2 separate regions of the Mus musculus genome follow, and region 1 is linked to region 2. The links are chromatin contacts, called in public HiChIP or PLAC-seq maps. All regions are on one chromosome and are shown on one strand. The core of a region is the stretch at or near the end of the contact, and the rest is flanking DNA. Distances in the headings are between cores, read along the strand shown.

What was found. HiChIP or PLAC-seq counts read pairs in DNA pulled down with a chosen protein or histone mark.
Region 1: an H3K27ac HiChIP or PLAC-seq map of embryonic stem cells shows a contact between it and region 2, with 6 times the contacts expected there. The contact joins two enhancer-like sites. A contact is called at or near these places in 2 of 484 Hi-C or Micro-C datasets (forebrain and uterus), 4 of 115 datasets of contacts at active chromatin or transcription factors (embryonic stem cells, epiblast stem cells and stem cell-derived neural progenitor cells) and 1 of 9 other capture datasets (embryonic stem cells).

Annotation. Positions count from the first base shown.
Region 1 is chr15:96,948,184-96,954,417 of GRCm38.p6, forward strand. No RefSeq gene overlaps it. Among named protein-coding and RNA genes, the nearest start is that of Gm32840, 93 kb to the right of the region's middle. Within about 2 kb of position 4,733, at least 63 of the 459 cell types and tissues checked have an H3K27ac peak or open chromatin away from gene starts, as enhancers often do. A contact at or near this core is called in embryonic stem cells, where this site is marked.
Region 2 is chr15:96,486,585-96,493,493 of GRCm38.p6, forward strand. No RefSeq gene overlaps it. Among named protein-coding and RNA genes, the nearest start is that of Gm41392, 4.4 kb to the right of the region's middle. Within about 2 kb of position 2,782, at least 74 of the 459 cell types and tissues checked have an H3K27ac peak or open chromatin away from gene starts, as enhancers often do. A contact at or near this core is called in embryonic stem cells, where this site is marked.

The DNA of each region.
Region 1 (6,234 bases), core at 3,483-5,982, 460 kb after region 2:
CTCTGGGGTGTAGTCCTTACACCTTGCCTGGGCAGCACAGTAGAACTGGTCATGGGAGAGGAGGCCCAGGTAAGCCAGCCCCCATGGGACTGAGCCGGGGAGAGCTGGCTTGCCACTCCTCCCTTGCCACCTGTGATACTGGGGAGAACTAACTATTCCAGCCCCTCATTGGTTGTAGCACTTGGGAGAGCAGGCCCCACACCTCGCTGGGGCAGCACAGAGGAGCTGGCTCTCGTGGTGAAAGCACAGCTGGGCCAACCCAAGGATGTGCGAGTGGGACAACTGGCCCAGCCCCTCACTGGCTGCAGCACTTGGGAGAGTGGGCCCTGCGCCTTTCCTGGATAGCACAGTGGAGGTGGCTCTGGAGGCATGGGTGCAGGCAAGCCAGCCCTGAGGACAGGAGAACAGAACAGGAGAGCTGACCTTGTCTCTGGCCTACAAGGTATTAGGTGACCTAGCCAGAGCAGTGCTAAAGAGCTCCCCCTGGTGGCACAGGTAAGGGACAGCCCGTAGGCTGACCAGCGTGGGCTGACCAGCTCAGCTACCATCCAGGCCCTAATCCCAGGCTTTGAGTTGACCCACCTCAATATCTACTCATCTGTGAACTTTTGGGACACGTGAACGGGTTGGGTCCTGCTGATCCCAAGCTGCCGATCTTCATGACACAGAGCAACAACAGGATAACCAGGAGACATCCTGGTGATGATCCAGTATTGAGAGTGTGGCCGAAGAAGCCAGAGCCCTTGAGCCAAACCAGTGACTCACTGTAATAAACATTTGGAAGTGAAGATGTGTGGACAGAGGGGTACACTGTGGGACACACACTGTGGCACACTATAGCTTCTACAACGAGATGTTTTCTATGCTTTCGTTTTTTTGTTTGTGTGTGTGTGTGTGCATGTGCGTGTGTGTGTGTGTGCGTGTGTGTGTGTGTGTGTGTGTGTGTGTGTGTGTTTATTTTTGGGGGGGTTGCAAGGGTAGATGTCAGATACAAGGGTCCTAGGAGATGGGTGGGGCTGGGTTTATGATGTGAAACTCACAAAGAATCAATAAAACAGAAAAGGGGGGTACTTTAAGCCAGGCAGCCTGCACCCAAAGCATTAAGGGTTTTAAACACAATCTGGGCTTCTGACAGCCCAGTCAGTGAACTACTAGCCATGGAAGCATGAAGACCCCTGGAAGCTGTGTACACAAAATGAAAACAAGATGAAACCAGGCAGGTGTGATCCCAGCAGTGAGGAGGCAAAGACAGTGGATCCCTCTTGCTCTCTGGCCAACTACACAGGCTTTCTTGGTTCAGTGAGTTGAGGCCAGTGAGAACCTCTGTCTCAAAGGAAAAGGTAGATGACACAAGGTTAGCTTCTATTTCCACATGTATGCACATGAACATGTATACACACACAGACACACACAGAAACACAGAGATGCACATACACAGATAGATAAACACAGACATACACAGACACACATAGACACACACAGACACATACAGAGACACAGAGACACACACAGACAGACACAGATACACCAAGCTACACACACAGACACACAGAGACAGAGATACACACATATATATACAAAGACATACAGAGACATACACAGATACACACATATACACACAGAGAGACAAAGAGATACACGTACACACAGAGATATACACACATATACACAGAGACACGCACTAACACACACAGAAATACACACACATATACAGAGACACACAGATACACAAACATACACAGACAGACACACAGAGACACACATATCAACACACACTGATATAGACACACATATACACACATGTAGACACACAGAGAAATACACACACAGACACATGCTCAGAAACACACATACACACCAATACACAGACACACACATATCAACACACACTGATATAGACACACATACACACATATCCACACATGTAGACACACAGAGAAATACACACACAGACACATGCTCAGAAACACACAGACACACATATCCACACACACAAACAAACATACACACACACAGAGACACACATATATTCAGTTCAACTATAATTTGAGAGCAATAAAGGTGTGTGTGATGTTGAAATGAGTAACAGAGTTAGTTCCAATAGTCCACCTAGGAAAATAACCTCTTTTAGTGAAAGCTATATCATAAAAAACTAATCCCAGAAATGTTTTTGAAACTAAGGAGCCCCTGTCCCCCATCCTTGCTCCCTTTCCCCCCAACCTTCTCCTAGCTAACTTTCAAAGTTGGGGTATTTGTAGTGGCAGGAGAGAGATTGAGAAGAGTCTCCGAGAAGACAACCTGCCAGGCATGCTGGTGTGGGGAGGAAAGCCACACTGAGGTTTGGGCTTTTCAATGAATGGCCTTGTTTGTGTCCTCTGGGTCACATGAAGCAGAAGAGGCTGGCTGCACCCTGCTACACGAAGCCAAGGAAATGCCAGAGGCCCTCGGAGCTGGGTGCTGCAGTGAAGCTGACTCGGTCAGTTCTCACAGTCCTCACAGGTCTGGTATGGCAACTGCAGGCCATGGGCTGTTTGAAAATGGAGCGTTCTCCAAGCCTCCGAAACATACACCATGCTCACGAAGTTATCTCCAGTGCCCCAAGAAGGTAGCTGGTTGGCAAACTGTTTATGGCCTGGTATCAAGACTTCGCTTACTCACTAAGACAATTAGGTAAGATGCTAAACTGTAGACTCAGAAGCAAGTGGTGCTGGCTGGCCTGGGCGGGAAAGAAATGCAGAGTCTCCCCCGAGGGCAATGGGCAGGTACAGGGGTTGGGGGAGAGCAATGGGCAGGTATGGGGGGGGAGCAATGGGCAGCAGGTACAGGGGCGGTTGGGAAATCCAGAGGCAGAGGCTGAGGAAGGGAAGGGAAGGGAAGGGAAGGGAAGGGAAGGGAAGGGAAGGGAAGGGAAGGGAAGGGAAGGGAAGGGAAGGGAAGGGAAGGGAAGGGAAGGGAAGGGAAGAAGGGAAGGGAAGAAGGGAAGGGAAGAAGGGAAGGGAAGAAGGGAAGGGAAGGGAAGGGAAGAAGGGAAGGGAAGGAAAGGGAAGGGAAGGGAAGGGAAGGGAAGGGAAGGGAAGGGAAGGGAAGGGAAGGGAAGGGAAGAAGGGAAGAAGGGAAGAAGGGAAGAAGGGAAGGGAAGGGAAGGGAGGGGAAGGGAAGGGAAGAAGGGAAGGGAAGAAGGGAAGGGAAGAAGGGAAGGGAAGGGAAGGGAAGGGAAGAAGGGAAGGGAAGGGAAGGGAAGGGAAGGGAAGGGAAGGGAAGAAGGGAAGAAGGGAAGAAGGGAAGAAGGGAAGGGAAGGGAAGGGAAGGGAAGGGAAGGGAAGGGAAGGGAAGAAGGGAAGGGAAGGGAAGGGAAGTACATATTGGACCAGAGACATGCATGTAAAAGCTGTTTGATTTCCTCGGGTGAATATTGTCGGGATTAAAGAACCAATGAATGTTAGTTAACTGAGCAGGCCAAATTATCAAAACAAAACAGAGCAGAAACCTAAGTGACTTATTAGCCTACTCCTGGGCAATCTCTTTAAAATTCTTATCTTTCCCCCTCCCCCCAATAATTAGTTTCAAGAATTGTAAGTCAGAGATGAATTATTCATTCCCTTTCCAGAACCTAAGCAGAAATTATGAGATCAAGATAATCATGCAAAAACTATGGCTGAAATTAAAAGGGAAAGATTTGAATTCTCAAAATAACAACACATAACGAACACCCCAGCAAGGCCACTTCAAAATCTGTTTTTTCAAGCCACACAGTTCTGACAGTTGCCAGTAGAGGGGGCTTAGAGGGTCAGCTGACTTGACTATGCCTTGCTAGAAGATTCAATCAACTTAAAGTAAGCCCTCCTTTCTCTATTTACCGAGCCTAATTCTTATTTAATTTCTGGACTTAATGGGTTTAGCGGACAGATTTGTGTAATTTGCTTTCTGGCCCTCACCCACTGAAGCGAGCTGTGATCAGTTGTCCTAGAATGCCGAGCAGCATTAGAAGGAAGGCTCATTCCTAGCCGCCCCACCCCAAGACCCCCGAGTCCCCTCAGGGAAGCCCCTGCCTGCCTCAATCCAGAAGCAGGTGTTTAACTCACAAAGTAAATAAATAACTGCTTGTCTGAGCAATTTCAAAACCACATAAACGCTACTGTTTTATTCATTACATGTCTCCTCCGTGAGAAATTGCCCAGAGCAGAGATTTACCTGAAAATATATGCATCTCCCAAAAAAAAAAAACCAAACAAACAAACAAAAAAAAAACAAAACAAGGAACAAAAAACCTTCATTCTCATAAGATGACCCCGTGTGCATCAAATAAACTGCCCTCTTTGTATGGTTTCTCTCACACCCATGGTGTCCTCCACTATTTAATGGATTTCCAACACAAAATGATGCCTTTTAAATTTAATAGTTAAGGGACACGACTCTTCATAAAAAGCCAAGGAGAGAGGTCACCTGCTGTGCCTGTCTTTCACCCAGGACAGCATTTTCCTTAGTGTAAACACTCGTGAAATCTGCACAAGCCCGGGCATGCCCGCTGAGCTCTGTAGGCTTGTGAAGGCTCCCAGGAGAGCCAGGCATAAAGGCAGATGCAGTAATTTAAAATATCGGTCTGATAAACATTAATGGTTTGGCTTAAGAAGAAAAACTAGCAACCACCTCGTGAGTAGGCTTGTGCTGGGAAAGCCTAGACACAGAAGGTGGCGCAAAACCGGAGCTAACTGGATAATGTTACTTCCAAAGTGGCTGAGCAAGCCCACAGTCCTGCCCTCCTGCTTTTGGTGGACCAGGGAAGTACCACCGAGCCTGCTCCACTCTAGGGCCAGTCCTGACTTCCCTACAGTAGCCAGGCATTCATAGGCTAGGCCACCAGCAAACTACCTAACCTTGAAATGCTCATGGACATTTTGAGACTTCACACAAACCATCCAAGTTGAAATGTCAGGTTTAAAATCAAGCACCCCATCCAGGGCATTTGTAGGAGACATTTGTACGACTGACTGAGGAGACAGTTTGGTGACACCAAGGAAACTTTTGCTTGCAGAGTTCCAAAGCTGGGGAGAGGGGAGGTTTCAGAGGCTCGATTGAGACAAAGGGGAAAGTCATAGTCCCCATAGGATAGATGACTAAACAGGTGCAGTGTGGTGGTGGGGCAGACTAAAGCCCGAAAGAGATCGCTTTCAGCTCTGAGACATTAGCGTGCCAACAGTTTGGACTGAATAGGACTTTAACAGACATAGTCTCAAAAGAGACAAGGCTCCTTTTCTCTAGAGAAGCCTGGAAACCCCAGAGGGTCGGATCGATCAGAGGACAGTGCCGGTGAGGGTGCCCTTGGCTGATGAAGCGCACATAGGGTAGGAGGCAGGAGACTGCCTTAGTAATCACTGAGAATGGACAAGTTACCGAGCGTAGCTGAGCCACCTGCTGGAGATGTCCGGAAGTGCTTGCGGGGGTCAAACGGAGCTGAGGCAGCTGCAAGCCGAGTATCCGTGGAAGACAAAGAACAGGGCGCCAGAACCGCAGCCCTGGGAAAAAATATTTCAGCTCAGTGTTTGTAGAAAGCAGTCAATGAATGTGGACTGAGATTGGGAGGTCCTGAGGCTCCTTGGCATCTTTGGTAAGGCAAGCTGAGCCGTCCTGCATCCACAACTAAATCTGGTGCTCACAGTATGAGGGTGTGTCCTTCAGGGACTTCGGTGACCGACTATTCCAGTTTTAACATTTGTTGGGTGCTAGAGAGGACTCTCCTTGGCTTGGCGTCTCGTGGCGTGGCAGTGCAGGAGCACAAGCACACGGATAACACAGAAACACCGTGGGAGACGGAAGCTACAGCTGCTGCGCCGCCGACTGTCATAACCAGTGCTCGTAATTAGCCCACGCAGGTAGAGCCCTGATGAACAACGGCCACGGGCGAGCTTGCAAAGACGGGCACAGCTCTCTCTCCAGGCCAACTCTACGCTCCTTTGTTTGGCTTTTTCGTTTATCTGTCACCTTTATCTGTCACCTTTGCTTAGTTACAAGTAAAGGATTGCCGAGCTTTGAAACATCATAGGGACTCAGAGGCAGATAAATCTGCGTGCTTGAGCCAACTCCTCAGTGCCACCGCAACCAAAACCCTCTGGTTAGATATGTTTGACTTACAAAGAACATCTTTAATAGCATTATGTAGCATCTAATCTACGAAGGCATTTATTGTAAAACATGCTATAACTTTACTTACAACTAAGACCGAGCCTGCCAATTAAG
Region 2 (6,909 bases), core at 1,532-4,031:
TTATTGGCTTCCAAATAAATTGTTGCATCAATGCAGGTTTGCAAAGCGCTGGGGCTTCCCACTGTGGCCGCTGGTGAAGCAATTCGTGTAATGAAAACACATAGACTTCTGACACATTGGGAGGCTCTAGGGAGAGCAGATTACATTTGCTTCCCTGGAGTGAGTTAATTAAGAGAAGTCAATGGAAGTTCTGTCATCAGTTCGGCTCTTCTGCCTCCGTTTCCTTACAGACGCATGGCGTATAGACTGCGCTTGGTTTTTTGATGCAAATCCCCAACTCAAAGAAGAGGTGTATGACCTAGGCGTGGCAGTCTCCTTCTCTGGAAATTATGTACATGACTTCATCTTGGACCACTCCATCTAATTTCCTATACTTCTGGCTGTTTCAGAAATGTGAGCCTTTGGCTGAAATGATAATATCATGTCATATATACATGTACATGTATGTATGTATGTATATATATATATATATATTCACATATATAGTTTCCATATAAATTATTTTCTTTAGTGTCACAGTAACAATGAAGCAGATGGAGACGTGCTTACTTGCTTCAGGAATAACTCAAGACTTTAAAACCATTTGTGTATGTCGCCAGTTGCGCAGAGATGTTACAAGGCTGTCTCCTACAGTCTCCCAGCAGCTGCAGAGACGTTCTCTGCAGTTGGCCAGAATCCAGCACACCAGCTTACTTTTCTGAACTTGATGAATGCAGGCACTATGTTAGCAAGGGAAAATGTGGGTAGGCAGATTATAGTGGTCGGAAAAGCGACTTGAGACATCGGGAGAGAGCAGATTCTGAGAGAGAACGAATGTGAGTAACTAGTCTGTGCTAGAGAACCACACTGCGACTATTCAGTGCTAGAGAGCCACTCTGTGACCGCTGTGACCGGTCACTGCTAGAGAGCTCCACCCCCACATCCCTGGCCACTCCAGGTGGAGTCAGTAATGTGAGGGTGGAGTCAGGGGTGTGAGGGTGGAGTCAGTAATGTGAGGGTGGAGCCAGGGGTGTGGGGGTGGAGTCAGGGCAAAAACCAGAACTCATTTTAATAGAATGATAAAATAATAGAGAAAAGCAAGACGAAAAACCACATATGGGAGGTGAAATTAAGGTAGAAGAAATTAAATTCATCTTTCCCATAGTCAAAATAAATACAAATAGACTACACTTTTAATCAAAACATAGATTGTAGCACTTGATTATAAAAGTATATAGCTATTAAGGGGTAAAAGGGGACGGTAGTTTTGAAGCGGCTTATAGTATGTGGCCCAGTTAAAGAGAAGAATTGGAAAAAAACAAACAAAAAAAATCAAAAAACCAAAACAAAACAACAAAACAAAACAAAACAAAACAGAGCTGAGCCGATGGCTCAGCAGGTAAAGCGCTTCCCCCCAAGTGTAAGGACAGGAGTTCAGGTCCCCAGCACCCATGTACTTGCTGGCTGGGTATGGAGGTCACAGGAGAGTTAGAGACAAAGAATGCCAGAACAGGCTGACCAGCAAGAGAGCTGAAAAGGGCTGGTGTGGGCCACTCAGCGAGACCTTATCATAAGCATAAAGCATAAAAGAAAGAGCCTCGTTGAGCAATGGAACGGCTGCGTCGTATAACCATGCGCCTCTAACCCAGTTCTTGGTAACAGGCAGAGACTTTCTACCCCCTGCATCTTTATATGATAACAGTTATTTCCCTCGAGGCCAACACCGGTGGCAAAGAAGAGATGGGAAATGCCAGCGGGACCTTGCCTGTTTCAAGAGCTTGCTTCTAGCCAGTACTCCAGGCGAGGATAACAGATCATGCCTGGCAGCCTGGTGGGTTCCAGGACAGCCGGAGCTACACCGAGAAACCCTGTCCCAAATGAAACACAAAACACAAATCAAAAACGAACAAACCCAGCCGTTCTCCTGCGTGTGCCCACGGAATATAACGTAAACATATTGGAACACAGCTGTGCAAAGCTGACCTTGCTTGTCTCTTTTCTGCCCCTTCCTGTTTTTAGTATTTATTGATTTGCTTGCTTGTGTGTGGAACGCACGCTGTGGTGCGTACGTGGAACTCAGAAAACAACTTACAGGAGTGAGCTCTTTCCTCCTTTTATGGGTTCTGGAGGTTTGTCTCTCTGCCTGTCGGGCTTGGCCACAAGGACCTTTACCCACTGAGCCATTCTCCCTTTCTAGAAATTGTGCTTTTCATATTAGAACAGTGAAACTGAGTCTCAGGGCCAGGACTTAGAAAAATTAAAAACCAGGTACTCTAAATAAAAATAAATAAATAAATAAATAAATAAATCTGCCAAACAATTCTGCCTGAAGACAGTTGCTTATTGACCAATGCAAAGGAAATCCACACCCTCTCCAACATCCACAAGCTGCTACAAATTAACGAGAAAAAAAAAAAAAAAAGGAGGAGACCCTGGGGAGCCAAGTGCCATTTTGCAGAAATGATGAGCTCAGGAAACAGTTCTGGCCCCAAATCCCGTGGGAAACAAAGCAGGGCCAGTTGTGTCCTGAGGCTCTTAGACCCTGAGCCACACCCACTCGCTGGCTCTCTCACTCCCACTGTTTGCCTGCAGGGCTCTGGAAGACTCATCCCTGCCACCCCCTGATCACGAGAGTAAAAGTCGGTTTTCCAGTTGCTCAATTATGTAGTAGCTCAGCTGCTGTTTGGAGATTTTTATGGAATATTTTCTAAATATTTTACGAGCAGCCAGAGGCTATTGGTATTTGGCACCTTCCAGACAGTTCCAGAACGAAGTTTAAAGCGCAGTGTGTGAAGGCAAAAAAAGGTCCTTGTTGCGGAAGCAAGCATTGCACACCCTGGATAATTTAGACGTCTTTTAAACAGGCTGCTTATCCAACCGCGGGTTTTGAATTTAGATAGAGTTCCTTGAATAGAGCGATACAACGATGCCATTTCCCCCTCTGATGAGCTTCTGCTCTCAGAGTCTGATGTAGAGCCTGAGTTTTGATATGCACCTTAGATTTTCGTGAGTTTGCATTTTAAAAGATATATCTAGTCGTAATTAATGTGTATAAGTGTTTTGTCCACGTGTGTGTCTGTGTGGGACTTGCATACAGTGCCCCCGGAGGCCAGAGGAAGGTATCGTATCCTCTGGACGGAGCCCTCTATGGATGGCTGTGAGCTCTGTGGTAGTGGGAACTGAACTGTCATCCTATGCTAGGAGAGCCAGTGCTCCTGACCACTCCCCATCTCCCCAACCCCTAGCTTGCATTGCTTCAAAAAACCGTCAGTGTGGTAGTAATAATTTTTTTTAGCAATAATAATTTGGATATTACTTTCCAAATTCCCTCTACTGTTGTGTTTTATAAAAAGAGAAGGAGAGAAGGAATGTTTGGTGTGGGGGAAGGGAGTGCCTCTGTGGGCCCATACTGAGACATCCCTTCTCTGTGAGGGACTAGACATGACTTTATAGTATAGAAGAGAGTTTATTCAGGGCACAGGGAGGGGAGGACAGAGGAGAGGGAGGGGGAGGGGAGGGGAGGGGAGGGGAGGGGAGGGGAGGGGAGGGGAGGGAGAGGAGTCCTCCTCCTCCTCCAGTGATCCTGTAAATTCAGACCTCAGAGCAGCCAGGAGTACCCGTGAGACCACAGCACCTGAGTCAAAGAATTTCACCAGTCACAGCAAGGTTCTCTAGCACTGACTAGTCACAGTGCTAGAGACTCCACCCCCACATCCTTAGCTCCACCCCCACTAATAAGGACTTTTTTTTTTTACATTCTGTATCTAGTGTTTTGTTTATCACTCCTAAACTGTTAGCATGCTGTCATAGTGTCTGATATAATTGTGTGTTTATTCAGCTCCTGGAGAGATAAGAAGGTTCTCATTACTCCCCTCTGGTTTTTAATGTATTTTCACCATTTTATATTTCTCGAATTAGTATTGCACGCAGTCGGTGACCGTTGTGGTTACCTAGATGTTTAACAATTTGTTTTTAATGGTACCATGATTTCCACCTCACCCTTTTGGGTTCCATCCACTAGCTCTTTAGCAAAATCTTTTCCCCCCAATTTTTTATTAGGTATTTTCTTCATTTACATTTCAAATGCTATCCCAAAAGTCCCCTATACCCCCTCCCCTACCCACTCACTCCCACTTCTTGGCCCTGGTGTTCCCCTGTGCTGGGGCATATAAAGTTTGCAAGACCAAGGGCCTCTCCTCCCACTGATGGCCGACTAGGCCATCTTCTGCTACATATGCAGCTAGAGACACGAGCTCTGGGGATACTGGTTAGTTCATATTGTTGTTCTACCTATAGGGTTGCAGACCCCTTCAGCTCCTTGGGTACTTTCTCCAGCTCCTCCATTGGGGGCCCTGTGTTCCATCCGATAGCTGACTGTGAGCATCCACTTCTGTGTTTGCCAGGCCCCAGCATAGCCTCACAAGAGACAGCTATATCAGAGTCCTTTCAGCAAAATCTTGCTGGCAAATGCAATAGTGTCTGCGTTTGGTGGCTGATTATGGGATGGATCCCCGGGTGCGGCAGTCACGCAAAATCTCTTTTACTTAGAGAGTAGTTATCTGAAGTAGCTTAGCTTCCCCGTGGAGAAGGGACTATTCCTCTCCATTAACACACAGCTTAGCTTCCTAGTGAAGGGAGGATAATTACATAAAACCATTCTCTCCATGGATGTCTAAGCCACTTTCCTTGTCTTTTGGCTTTGGCTCTGGAAGACTCTGACAAGCTTTAGCTTACCGGGGACCCCCTGAGTGAACACCTCAGAGCTGGGGATGGATGCAAAGAGCAAGAGGAATTTATTGTTCCAACGTGTTGGGATCACCCTACACCTGAAGGAGAGGTGGCGACCTCGTGCACGCAGCCCATTCGGTGAGTTTTTATACAGTTTTCAGAGCAGCAGCAACCAGGCACAATATGATTGGTGGAACAGTGTGCCCTTTAAACTTTAAAGTATTTAGGGACTGAGGTATCAAGGGCTTTCCTTGACTGTGGGGGTCCAACGGTCCCTGCACTCTGAGGAATGTGTTTACTTGCTCTGGGCTTTCTTTATACCTAGGAGCTCAATGGCCTCTCTCTTCCAGGAGGGGAGGGGTCTGGTGGAATTTTCCAAAGTCCCTGAGCTGACCTCTTCAGCTCAGACTAACCAACCCATCCAAGCTTGGGAAGGTTTTCCTTGCTGAAGCACAGAAAAGGTCAGAGTGCTTGGTCCCAGCGAACAGGAATGACCTTCTCTTACTGTGAATATCACTGTAGATCAGTCTAACGTGTGATTCATCTTTTTTTTTTCTCTCGTAAGTGTAGAAATAAGAAGGAAATTAGGATGAAAGCCACTTTGAAAGAGTTTTTTAAAACGGAGTCTGGAAGCCACACAGCTTATTATTACAGCTCCATCTGCTGCCTGGGAATGTGGACTCTGGAAGGCCGTCTCTGGAACTGCTCAAGTGACAGGATAATTACTTTATGTCCAGAGGCTCTAGATGCTAATCGGGACTCCCTCCGGTTTGGAGTGGTGTGGTGGGGGGGGGGGGGGCGATTTAAGTCTTTGTGCACATTCTTTGTTTTGTTATGGTCTCTGCTGCTTCTTAGCTGTTAAGAGATTGTCTTTGAACAAGAGACCATGCAAACTCAGGAGATGGAGGCTGGATGGTCAGGAGTTCAAGGTTATCTTCAGCTAAGCCGCATATGTATTCAGAACCAGTGTGTGCCACACAAGACTTGGCCTCCAATTCCACTGACACTGAAAAATAGTTTTCTTTTTCGTCACCATGACAACACATGTGAGCAAATTAGTTTACAGACGAAAGCCATTAAAGCTCTTGGTTGTAGACTTTTCAGCTCACAGTTGACTGGTTTTGTGGCTTTTTCAGCCTGTGGCAAAGCAGAAACATCTCAGTAGAGCAAAGAGTCCCATTCTGTAGCAGCTGGAGGGGAATCCTGGCAAAATATACCACGGAAAGCTCACCTCCACCAGGCCCGCCTCCACCAGGCCCGCCTCCACCAGGCCCGCCTCCACCAGGCCCGCCTCCACTACACTGAGTTGCACTAGTAACCAGAGGCCAATAGTCAACACATGATCCTCTGGGGAACTTCATATTCAAACCATAGCAATTACCTAGTTATTTTTAGCTTTTTTTTTTTTTAAATTCAATAGTGGTTTTCTATTTAATTCTCAATCAAAGGCTTGGATTTTCACTTTCTGCAATTCACCGTGTCAAGCATGGAGCCAGGTTCCAGCCTGCAGAGACTGACTGGCATGTACTGTCTTCTTTCCTTTGTCTCGGCCTTGAATTCTTATTTTGCTATCTCTCTCTTTTTTTTTTTTTAAATCAGTTATCTCTCTCTTTTTTTTAAAAGATTTATTTATTTATTTATTATATGTAAGTACACTGTAGCTGTCTTCAGACGCACCAGAAGAGGGCATCAGATCTCTGTTACAGGTGGTTGTGAGCCACCATGTGGTTGCTGGGATTTGAACTTCGGACCTTTGGAAGAGTAGTCGGGTGCTCTTACCCCCTGAGCCATCTCACCAGCCCATTTTGCTATCTCTTTGTGCAAGAGATATCTATTTTGGTGGAGTTTTAGAAGTCAATAACTGTTCATGTTATACTACGACCTCTGAATTATATATAATATTTTTTATTTATAGAAGTTCTATTTAGGTTTTGTAAAGTCTGGAATTTTTTTCTCCCACCTTATTTTTTTGTCATATTTGAGTAATTATAAAATTCTAATAAATTTTAAATGTTTTGCTTTTGTTTTGTTTGTTTTGTTTTGTTTTTGAGATAGGATTTTACTCTGTAGCCCAGGCTACCCTTGAACGCCCTAGGTAGGCCAATCTGACCTCAAATACACAGTGATCCTCTTTTGTCAGCCTCCCAAGTGCTGACGTTACAGGTGTGGGCCACCACGTCCAGTTAGTTTAAAGTTTGTTTT